2 separate regions of the Zea mays genome follow, and region 2 is linked to region 1. A link is a contact called in public Hi-C data. All regions are on one chromosome and are shown on one strand. Each heading gives the region's core, a stretch centred on a gene start, on an enhancer-like site or on the middle of the called end of the contact. The rest is flanking DNA. Distances are from core to core; before and after follow the strand shown. Region 1 holds the start of LOC100280617 (HMG box family protein). Region 2 overlaps LOC100216876.

Evidence for each region. A called contact is a pair of places that touch in the nucleus more often than the background predicts.
Region 2: a Hi-C map of ear shows a contact between it and region 1, with 2.0 times the contacts expected there. The contact joins the enhancer-like site here to the promoter of LOC100280617 in region 1. A contact is called at or near these places in 7 of 25 Hi-C or Micro-C datasets (bundle sheath, ear, endosperm and 2 more).

What each region holds. Positions count from the first base shown.
Region 1 is chr4:226,108,573-226,114,331 of Zm-B73-REFERENCE-NAM-5.0, reverse strand. It overlaps LOC100280617 (HMG box family protein), which reads left to right and starts at 3,067. Exons shown (of 8, transcript NM_001408093.1): 1 at 3,067-3,363; 2 at 3,536-3,782. The coding sequence starts at 3,541. It also overlaps LOC103654675.
Region 2 is chr4:226,191,690-226,197,448 of Zm-B73-REFERENCE-NAM-5.0, reverse strand. It overlaps LOC100216876, which reads left to right. Exons shown (of 20, transcript NM_001309907.1): 19 at 731-853; 20 at 937-1,216. The coding sequence ends at 1,005. Among protein-coding and RNA genes, the nearest start is that of LOC100216876, 56 kb to the left of the region's middle. Within about 2 kb of position 2,593, at least 8 of the 20 cell types and tissues checked have an H3K27ac peak or open chromatin away from gene starts, as enhancers often do. A contact at or near this core is called in ear, endosperm and leaf, where this site is marked.

The DNA of each region.
Region 1 (5,759 bases), core at 1,818-4,317:
GACTAAAATTTAGTTCTTTAGTCACCAAGGGGTGACTAAAAGGGACTAAAGTAGTATTTTTACCCTATTTGCCCTCTCAACTTTCTTCTTATAGCAAACATCCATTAATTAATAGGGTAAAACAGTCATTATTCACAGCAATTAATGCTCTTTAGTCAGGTTTAGTCACTGGAACCAAACAGGATACTTTAGCGACTAAACTTTAGTCACTAAAATTTAGTCTAGTGACTAAATGAACCAAACAGGGCCTAAGATCGCTACTAGATCCTAAGTCTATTTTGAACTTTTATAGCTAGTGTATCTACTGATGTCCATCTTGTCACTGGCATAACCAATTGATTATATATACAACTAAAGTAAAAAAGATAATAATCGAATGCTTTAATTAGTCATCAGATGTATGGTATTCCAATGCTATTCGTGCAATTTGTATTATGAATGTTATTCAGTGTCGTTACCATATCAATGCAACTGTTATTGTAGTTGTTGTGCCATATATTTGATCCTTTTATATATAGTTTTGATTGGCACAGAAAGTTTATGGATAAATAGAAAAGAAACATGTCACCAAAATCATATTAAAGATGATGCATAAAAGCCGCACTAGATATGATAGTACTAGTTAAATAGCTAAAAATTCATTGTCAGAAGACATGTACTAAAAAAGCTCAGCTTATATCATTTTAATTTACTAGTAGCTGGCGCGCGCAGGGCGCGTGCGGCGTCGTGGTTCAAAAACATTTATAAGTGATTTTTATAAGTAACTATATGTGGTATGATTTTAGTGTTCCTTTGCATGAAGGAAGGTATTTCTATACAGGTAGATGTTCTGGCACATAATGCTTAATTTGTCTTTACTGACCTAGTGACCTATCATACAAAAGCAAGCTAGATTTGCCTGCTATAAAAATGTATTAGTAAAAAGGTTGACATGTAGTGCTTGAGACATGGAACTAAATGTATTCATCACCTCTGTGTACTATTTCATAGAAGCTTGCTACAAATTTATTGTCTTCCACTTACCTTCGTATCATGAGTATTAGATGGCACATATTGCTGTGTTTTTAGGACAATGAAAAATTGAAAGTATGACATATGTTGTGCACCTCTATGTTGGCATTGTTCTTTCATGAGGTTGTATGAACTATTGTCCTTAGTGTTGTTTAGCTCGAATGTTTTGAAACTAGATTTGCCAAAATCGAAGTAATGGTCCACATGGTGTCGTTGTTATTATTCCTGAAGTTGTGATGAATATTGAACAATGCTTCACCAAGTTTCATCTAAACATATGCCTCCATATAAATTGTACCGATACAAAATCAAATATCAAGTTTCATCTAAACATATGCATCCATATAAATTGTACTGATACTAAATAAAATATCAATGTGCAAGTTTTATAAGTGACAACAGGATTTGGAAAGTGACAACGTTAGAACTTAGAAAGGACTGAAAAGTATGCTGATAAAAAGAAGAAAGTGTGTTATCAAGTGTGTATGAGCTATTCCTTCTGTCAATTTTTGGACGTAACTTCACAAAAAACAAATAAGAATTAAGAAAGAAGAAAACCAAAGAAACCATAAGACTCAGATGCTTGTAAGAATAAGACATAAAGCATCGTATCACCTATTTGCTTGATGATGTGACCAATACACGTTTTTATGCTGGGTGGATGTAGGTCAGGATGCCTTTTGCAAGCCAAGAAGCAGCAAATGCTCCTCTTTCCATCAGACCCATTTGGTCAACTGGTTAATGTCACATGATGATAAAAAAAATAAAACTGTTAATTTAATATGGTGATGGAACATGATGCTATTATATAGGATTTATCTTGTTTGATATATTGGCCTAAACCACAATGCTGAAGAGTTCATTAATTATTTTTATGATTAAATATTACTATAGGTAGATGCTACTATCTGACAGGCCCGAACGCGTAGAGAAGCAAAGAATGTTTTTATTTGTACAAAAATTGTTAGTAGTTTAGGACAGAAGAGTCCACACGGTCTAGATACGAACGCTAGGAGCGAGGCGGAGCTCAACCGCTTGTCCTAAGGGGTAGGGGCATGGGGGAGCACCTCAGCACGGTGGAGCCAGCCGCTCGGCGCCGACGTCTGTCGGGACGTGGCGCCAGGGAGGAGCTCGGCGGTGCTCGTTGGCGGCGCGGGAGCGGAACAGGCGGAGCGCTCGACATCAACATTCTTGGGCGGGGGTAGGATGGAGTTGGACATCCTGAGCGGCGGCGGTCAGTCGAGGGAGGACAGAGACTGACGGGGCGATACCGCAACAGGGCAGGCTGACCTGCGGAGGTGTTCTCCGGCGTCTCCTCTGGCTTCTCCGGTGGCCGGACCTCGTCCACCAGAGTGGTCAACATATGCTGAGCTCTCAGCATCTCCTCTGGCTTCTCCGGCACCATGATCTGCTTCGCGGCCGGTGCTGGCTCCATTGCAGGCTTCTCCGGCGGCCCGACCTCGTCTACCATAGCGATGGCCTCTCTCAGCTTGTGTTGTGGGGCTGCAGGACTCATCAGCTTGACTGGGACCTCAGATTGTTTTTTACTCGTCCATTCGCATTCGTCTAGAAGAGTCGGGTGGTTCACCGATGCCAAATCGTGACCGTCGATTGTCGATCGTGTGGAGGAAACAACCGATTTTAGTCTGGAAGCATCGTGTCGCGTGGAGCGGAAAAGTATCGACCGGAAGGATCGAGACGTAGAGAATGAAGGAGCGTAGTGATGAATGAAATTACATGGACACAAGATTGTATCGTGATCATTGATTGGAAATCTAAGGCCTGGAAATATTTGGGATGACGTGGATAGCCTTATAGGCACCGTTTCCGTCCAGCTTTAATAATAAAGAAATATTGGTATAGGACGGATCCTCCTCACGACTTTAGTAACACGTTGTTATTGCTGCAATGTATTATTGTTTCAGCCATCTATGTCTAGATACATGTCATAGTCTCTATTATGTAGGAGTATTTATTTTCTGGTTTTTATAAAGGATTTTTTATGTGTTTTCTATATCCATGGATATCTATTATTATTAGCAGATGTTATTTTATAAATAAGTTTGCATCCATCCATCTTGTCTCTCCTTTATTTGACGGTAACACAAATGGCTCTCTACCTCCACCTCATAACAACCTTAGGTTACAGTAACGTTATCTCTCTTCCATCCTTTCTCTCTCTACCTATCTGTTCCCAAGTATAGAATATAGGAGGAGTATATTTTTTTAGAGATCGTTAACCTCTCACAGTAATCCCTCCTTTTGCCCAAAACCTAAAGGAAGCCAAAGTGGGAGCACCAAAATATTCGCGGCGGGTGCATAGTTGTTTGTTTAGGAGAAGACGAGGTTAAGGTAAGCAAAGCGCATGGATCATACTCTCTCCTACACATGGTGTCATCGCATATACATCTTTGATGAGGGATAAGTGTGTGAGAGAGGAGGTGGGCGGCCACCACCACCTCCTCCACGTATCAGCCGCCGGAGCGCAGGCGACGATGACGACGGTTCCGTCGCTTTTGTGCAGAGGAGATGACCGAGCCGGCACCTGCGGCAGCAGCGGAGGAGAAGAAGGCCGTCGCGGACACGGCTGCGGCTGTGGTGGCGAAGGGAAAAGAGAAGGAGGAGGCGGCGCCAACTCTGGCGGCCGGCGCCAGGGGGAGGTTCGTGGCCTACCCGGCGCGGGTGACGGAGCACACGGACGTGGTGGCGGACGCCGCGCGCTTCAGGGCGGCGCTCGAGGGGCTGCACGCGCACATGAACACGAGGCTCAAGTAAGCATTTTTCGACTTCCAATCCTCGCCGCCGGTGCCGATCCTGTTGCCGCATTTTTAATTCCCTTCGCCTTTTCTTTTGAATCTGATGCGAGCCGTTACAGTTGTTACTATCCTTGTTGCCTTTACCTTAATTTCTTCAATTCAATGCGCGAAAATGGCAACTTGATATAAATGCGTGGTGGGAAAGACAAGTTTGAGGGGCGGTGCCCCAGCGATCTGAGGAGCCGCATGCCATCGATTTTGACTAATCAATCCGTGTTCGCGTTCGCTTTATAACATTTATTTTTTATGTGTGGACCAAAAAAATCCCCCGACATGGTTGGGGATTGCGGCCATCCATATATCGGATGGCCTACATTGGTATCTTGCTGCTATTCTCGATTTTTTGTTATGAGATGGTTTGCTCAAAGTCTCCTGTTGCATCTGGAATTTTTTGTTTGTGTAATGAAAAATGATGTCTGATGTATTGAACAACTAGGATGTCTTTTGTCAGCGAAAGTATTGATTTGTTCTGCTTGCTGGCTTGCTTTGTGAGGTTATTGCAAATTGGAAAGTGTATTTTGGCTTCAAACTTTAGTGTTGTTTTCATTCAAATGTATGGCCATACCAATTAGATAGACCTGGGGCAAAGAAAGGTCGTTTGCTTGTAGCCTATTCTTTGTTTTTCGTCTGTTCTGTCACAGAACTATGTATGGAAATCCATCTTCTGTGTCCCTAATTCCTAACGTCAATTGGATTATCTAATTAGATAAATAGATATAATAGTATTATGTGCTATCCTCCTTTCTCACATATCGAGGACACACTTTCCTATATATGTTGAAGAGCTTGAATAACTGATGGCTTAGATTATTGAACATTTTCTGGTCCTGTTCACTTAAAATTGACATTTAGATCAATTTGAGCATAATAGGTCTCGGGCAAGTCAACGCTAAAGCTAGCCATTCTAATGGAGATGAAATTCGAAAGAAATCTGTTGGAGCGTAACCCTCTTAGCTAGCACCATATCGGAATCCGGATATGGTGTTAAATGGGCAAGGGTCGGATTGACACCCCACTAGTGATGTGCCATGTCATGATCTGGGCACGATGTCAAGCGAGCAAGGATCAGGACACTACTTCCTTAGTGGCACGCTACATCAGTGTCCAGGTGTAGTAAAAAATGTGCAAGGATTTTCAGATCATCATCGATGGGTGTGAAGGGTAAGGAAGCTAGTCGAGCCAACTAGAATCCGTTTAGGTAGTTGGAATATAAGGTTGCTCATAGGTAAGTTAACAGTTAGTTAAGATAGTGACTAGGAGGCGTGTAAATATCTTGTACGTCCAAGAGACTAAATGAAATGGTCAGAAGGTAAAGGAGGTGGACAATACATGCTACAAGCTTTGGTACACAAGATAACTACAAGCCTGCAAACAGAAATAGGATAGGAGTTTTGATTGGCAAGAGCTTTAAGAATGGGGTGGTGGATGTGAGAAGGCAAGGAGATATGATTATTAATTATCTTAGTCAAGCTTGTTGTGGGTGATTGGTCTTGAACGTAATTTTTTTTTTCTCGAAAGCGCAGGGGAACTGCGCCTTAAAATATATTAAGAAGAGGAAAAAAAGGTCTAAAATAGACCAGGTTACAAACAATAAGCTCCTTACGGAGGCCAGAACCTCCTATAAGTGAAAGAGTCCAATAAAGCCAGACTCAAAAAACTACTACTAAAATAGAAACAGCAGGAATCAGCCATTTGTTAAGGAAGCTGCCAAGAAAGAAAGGCCCTTGGCCCCAGCTAATGCCCACAGTCTTCTCTCATCATCAGCCTGCCGAAGGATAGAGGGGAGACAGGGAGTTTGTCCATCAAAAACGCATTTGTTACGGTGGTTCCAGATCATCCAGGCCCCCAAAGAGATCAGTGAATTCAGACCTTTCTTGACCATTCCCTGAACAGTTTCAGAAATCATCTCCCACCAATCCAGGAAGGAAGTCA
Region 2 (5,759 bases), core at 1,344-3,843, 84 kb before region 1:
TACCAATTGACTAGAAATGCAAGTTCTGTTTGCTGCAAACAGATAAAAATTGCATACATTTATCAGGCAAAATTCAATTGTTGTAGACTCATTTGTGGGTCACCAGTATAGGAGAGGGACCTTAGATGTGTTTCAGTATTGTTATGGAAGTGCAACTAAACTATAAATGGCACTTTAGGTTGTAATCAGGATTATTAAAGAAGGAATAAATGGCGTGGGGTTTCCTTCGACGGTGGCATCGAAGGGCTCTGAGACACCACTGCTGATCCCCACAACTGGTCTCCGCTATCCCCTTCGCTCTTCTCAGTCGCGGCTATTCCTCTGCTTGACCCTACGTACTCCTCACCTCACCGCTGACGCCGTATCAATTTGGTATCAATGACCAGCACAGAGTCATGGACTGCCTTGCCTGTCCCCATTAACATTGCAACCGCGTCTCCCATGACCGGCCTTGCTATCCCTTCACTCCTCAGTTGCAGCTACTCTTCTGCTTGCTCCTGTGCTACTCCGTACCGCTAACGCCATATCCAATAGAATTTGTTTTCTACCTTACCGATTTTCTTTTACGCCATCCTTGATTGTACCTACTTGTCCACAGGAAGTTTCCCACGGTTGTATTTCGTATGAATAATTGAATGCCGCTGTGGATATAAGGATGGTATTTCTGGGAGGTCTGAGGATCTCCTTGTGCTTTTTAATAGCCAGATGAAGTTTTATCTTTTGTTTTCAGTTTGAGGATGTGGAGAGGCAACTCGAGTTGGCAATTAAAGAGCAAGAAGCAACGGTAGAACTCTTTGCAGAAGAAAGGAAGTGCCACGACCAAGAGGTGGAAAACCTGAAGCGGAAGCTCACGGTTAGTTCCTGTGTTACCAACGGAGTCATCTAACTTGATGATGGTGTGCATGTCGCCTATAAACTATTGCTGTCTTTTTGCAGGAGGCCTCTTCCACCATTCAGGATCTGATGGAGCAGCTCAATGCTGCCCGGAACTGCTGCAAGAGATGAAGCAGCAGACGAAGCAACTTCACCCCCCAGTAATACGTTAGTACGTGTATGTCACCAGCATGCTCTTAGCATAAATAATGCCCAGATGGTTGTGGAGCTGTTAGCAGTAGCAGACCAGAATGCTCTATGTATGTTTCACGTCCTGTTGTTAGATGTGTGGTAGCAAGTGTAAGATGATTGAATGAGACTAACGTGATGAATTCCCTAGGCCCTCATGGTTCCTGATTTAGTGTAATAATAATTAGAGAGGATATTGAGAGTGAATTGCAACTGGCTTTGTTTGGGAGCAATGATACTGAAGGGGATTAGAGGGCCTAAAATCTGAATAGCAAGAGGATTTTAGCCTTTTCAATCTCTTTCGGTATTCTTGCTCTCAAACAAGCCGCTAAGATGACCACGATTTACGATGATCAACCCAGGTAGGAAACAGGGGGATTTTCTTGACATGCTAATCCCCTCTCCGAGGGCTAGTTTGACAACCCTATTTTTTTTGAGGGATTTTTTATTTTCTTAAGGAAAATTAGTTCGTTTTTTTCTCAAAAAATTAAAAAAACTTTTAGAAAAATAGAATTGTCAAACTAGCCCCAACCGGAGCCGAGAATTTAGTTATTTCTATGCGGCTGCTTGAAATTATGAAGTTGCAGGAGATTGGATGATGGAATCTAACAGATCAAGCATAAACAAAGTTGTCAGGTGGCTTCACTTTTCTGCACTGTTGAAAATTTAGAACATTTAATTTAAATTTAATCTGAAAATAAAGCAGGATCAGGATGATGAACGTTATAACATTTAATTTTAATTTAATCTGAAAATAAAGCAAGATCATGACGATAAACTTGTATAGAAAGCGAATAAACCTAAATATGTGCATCATATCAATTAAAATTAAACCTTGAACTGATAGAGCAATGTGTAAACAGATTAAACAGATACCAATTAAAATTCAACCTTGAACTGATAGAGCAATTTGTAAACAGATTAAACATAACAGCGTGGAAAATATGATGAGATAGTTGCATGTTTGTTCCTTGTTGACGATGAGGTAGAGAAGACAACGTCGATATTCAACATTGTCTCATTGTTGTCGATGATGTAAAACGTCCACGCGACGAGTAGGTCGACGAGTCGTAGCGACGAGGAAGCATCCAAGCAGGATTGTCGAGGGCGATGGTTCTAGAGACAAACCTGCTCTCCGGTCCGCTAGTGCATAACGACGATATAGATGAAGTAGCATATGCGGCAGCCCAGCACGCAGGACGAGACTAGAATAAATGTGTTGGCTGCTGGTGTGTTTAATGGTAGCACACGTAGGTAAGTATTTATAAGGGAAAACCGTGTTTGGTTCCAAAAAATCAGTAACCGATAAGGATTCACTAGTTCGTATTAGATAAAGATCGTACCAAGTAAGAATCAATTGATCCGGTCTGCACCTGATAAGCCTTAGCAAATTAGGAATCCATATTAAACTTATCAAATAAGGGTTCTGGAATAAGCGGCAAAACAAAACTGCAAAAGCAAGCCGTGGGCGCGCAAGGCTTGGACCCCGAATTGGCCTGGCCTGGCGAAACGAGTGAGTGCGCGCATGTGTTTTCCTTCTACTTATGACTGCGCGCCACTCCTCAGCCACGCCGGCGACTTCCCTCCCATGACTCCCTCCCTTCCTCCACGAACGATGGAACGTATATCGATTAAATGCCATCAAAGTGGCATGCCCTCTACATCCTATAAATCCGGGCACGAGATCACTCATCCCCTCCCCTGCTAGTTCTCCCACTTGCTTGCCCTGTCCCTCCCCATTTCTCTCCCACGCAGGAAATGCTCGCACGCAAGGTAGTGGACGACGCCAATCTACTAGCTCACGCTGGCCACAACCCCTCCCGCGCCTGCTCGTTTTTCTCGAGTAGTGGAGCTCACAACGACTGCCCGTTCACCTCTGCACTGTTGTTACGCCATCAATCGTGCCCTCTGCTCTTCCCGCACACGTCGATCTCCATTAATGAAGATCCTCCACCGGTGGCGTCTGCTCGTCTCCCTGGCGCCCCTCAGTCTCCCTCACCGGCCTATAAAATCTCACCGAGCTCGCATCCTCCTTAGTTGCTCTCCCTTGCTGCTCTGTCTTACCTGCCAGTTTTTCCTCGCGCTCTCGTCATAGCCTGCTGCCGCGCTCGCGTCTCGCCGGTCGTCGCTCTCATCGAAGCTCTGCGCCCATGCCACAATACGGCGTCGTGGTTGAACTTCTACGCGCTGCAACGTTGATCTCTGTTAGAGTACGCTGTTGGGAATGAGTCGAGCACCACTCCCGGCGCTCAGATCCTCTCTCGAAGTTTATGGAGGTAGCAGTAGGTATGGGGATAGGGTACACGACGGCACACCGTCGGTTCGCCGGACGCAGCCGGGTCCAGTTCCAAGTTCCAGTCCAATCCTTTCCTCCTCTCCACGGCAGTGTATATTCTTCTCTCTGTTAGCTGCTAAACCATCTGGGCCTAAATCATTTCACCCATTCATGGCCCGAGAGCCGGACGTTGGGCCGTGTCACCCGTTGGCTTCTCCTAGGCCCATCAGCGCGCACACCTGGCTCCATTCCCCATCTCTCTCCCACACTGACGCTTGCATCTCCATCCGCCGGTACGCTGACATTTTCCCCTCCTGAAACGCCAGCTTGTCCCCAAGCTGGAGCGAATGGAAAACGCCGCTTGATGTCGCTTTCTCCCTCCCAGGTGGCCAATGTCGGATGCCATCCACTCCATTGAATCAAAAGCTGATTCTGGACTTTCCCCGCTTGACGCCTCAACCTGGTATCAAGCACAGCAACTGGCACCTGAAGATTATGAGACAAATCAGGTAACACTGGACTCACCGGGATACGAGATCCAATGACCGCCTTGAGCTGAGAAACGTGGAAGACCGGATGAATAGAACTGCCAGCTGGTAAAGCCAGTTCATAAGCCACAGGATTGATTTGTCTTTTAATAGCATAAGGGCCGAAGAACCGGAAAGACAGTTTCTGGTTCTGCCTCTCGGTTATCGACGACTGACAATAGGGCTGCAGTTTCAGAAATACTTGGTCCCCAACTGAAAAAGATCGTTCAGTTCTGCCCCGATCAGCCTGCCTTTTCATTCGTGCTTGAGCTCGTTGGAGATGCATGCGTACCTGTTGCAGCACCTTCTGTCTGTCCTCCAAAAACTGCTGAAGATCTAGAACCTCACACTGTTCAGCAGCTACCAGTCCCAACTGTGTTGGCACATGGCCATAAAGCACTTCAAATGGAGACTTACCAAGGGATGAGTGATGGCAGGTGTTGTACCAAAATTCCGCCAGCGATAACCACATGGGCCATTGTCGAGGACATGAGTGAACAAAACAGCGAAGATAGGTTTCAAGACACTGATTGACTCTCTCTGTTTGTCCGTCCGATTGTGGATGATAGGAGCTGCTAAGACACAGCTGAGTACCAGTTAGTCTGAAAAGTTCTTGCCACAAGCGACTGGTAAAAATAGGATCACGGTCTGAAATAATAGCTGTTGGCAACCCATGCAGTCTGTATACTTCGGACAAAAATGTTTTAGCCACCGTTAAAGCAGTGAAAGGGTGTTTCAAAACCATAAAGTGGGCATACTTGGATAGCTTGTCCACAACCACCAGAATACAATTTCCTTTGCCTGTTGGAGGAAGTCCAGAAATAAAATCAAGGCTAACCGTTTGCCATGCTTGTTTAGGGACTGGAAGCGGCAATAGTAATCCTGGGTATTTAACCCTTTCCGGTTTAGCCTGTTGACAGATCTGACACCCTTGAACAAATTCACGGATTTGGTGCTTCATTCCTGGCCAGGCAAAATTAGATTTAATTCTTCGATAGGTAACTGGAAATCCAGAATGACCGCCAACTGCGCTATCATGTAATGTCGACATCACCTTCTGATGCATCTCTTGATTATTTCCCAGCCAGATCCTTCCTTTGTACCGAATAACACCTTGGGTGATTGTATAGTGTGCCAGTTGACCACCCACAGCTAGCTGAGTTAATATTTTCTTTGCCGTCGGGTCTTGATCATACCCTTGAGTAACCTGCAGCAACCAGTCGGGTGTAATAGTAGACATGGATACTGTGTTCAAATGAGCATTGGCTGTATCTTGATCCATATTGGGTCTTCTGGACAGAGCATCAGCAACCCGATTTTCACTGCCTTGCTTGTACTGGATTTTATACTGTAACCCCAGCAGTTTAGTCAAGGCTTTCTGCTGCCATGGTGTAGACAACCTCTGATCATCCAAATGAGTCAAGCTTTGGTGATCTGTTTTGATGATAAATTCACCATGCTGAAGGTAGGGACGCCAGTGCTCGACAGCAAAAAGAATGGCTAAACATTCTTTTTCATAGATAGATAATCCCATGTTCTTTGGACACAAAGCTCGACTGATATAGGCCACTGGATGTCCTTCCTGCTGCAAAACGGCCCCAACTCCACCCCCACTGGCATCAGTCTCGATGGTGAATGATTTAGAAAAATTTGGTATGGCCAAAACTGGCGCCTGTGCCAAAGCTGTTTTTAAAGTATTGAATGACTTGTCTGCTAATTCAGTCCACACAAATATAGTATCCTTCTTTAATAAAGTAGTGAGGGGCCTACTGATGATTCCAAAATGGGCAACAAATTTTCTATAGTAACCTGCCATTCCCAAAAAACTGCGGACATCTTTGGTTGATTTTGGTATGGGCCAGTTCTGAATGACTTCCACCTTCTTTGGGTCAGTG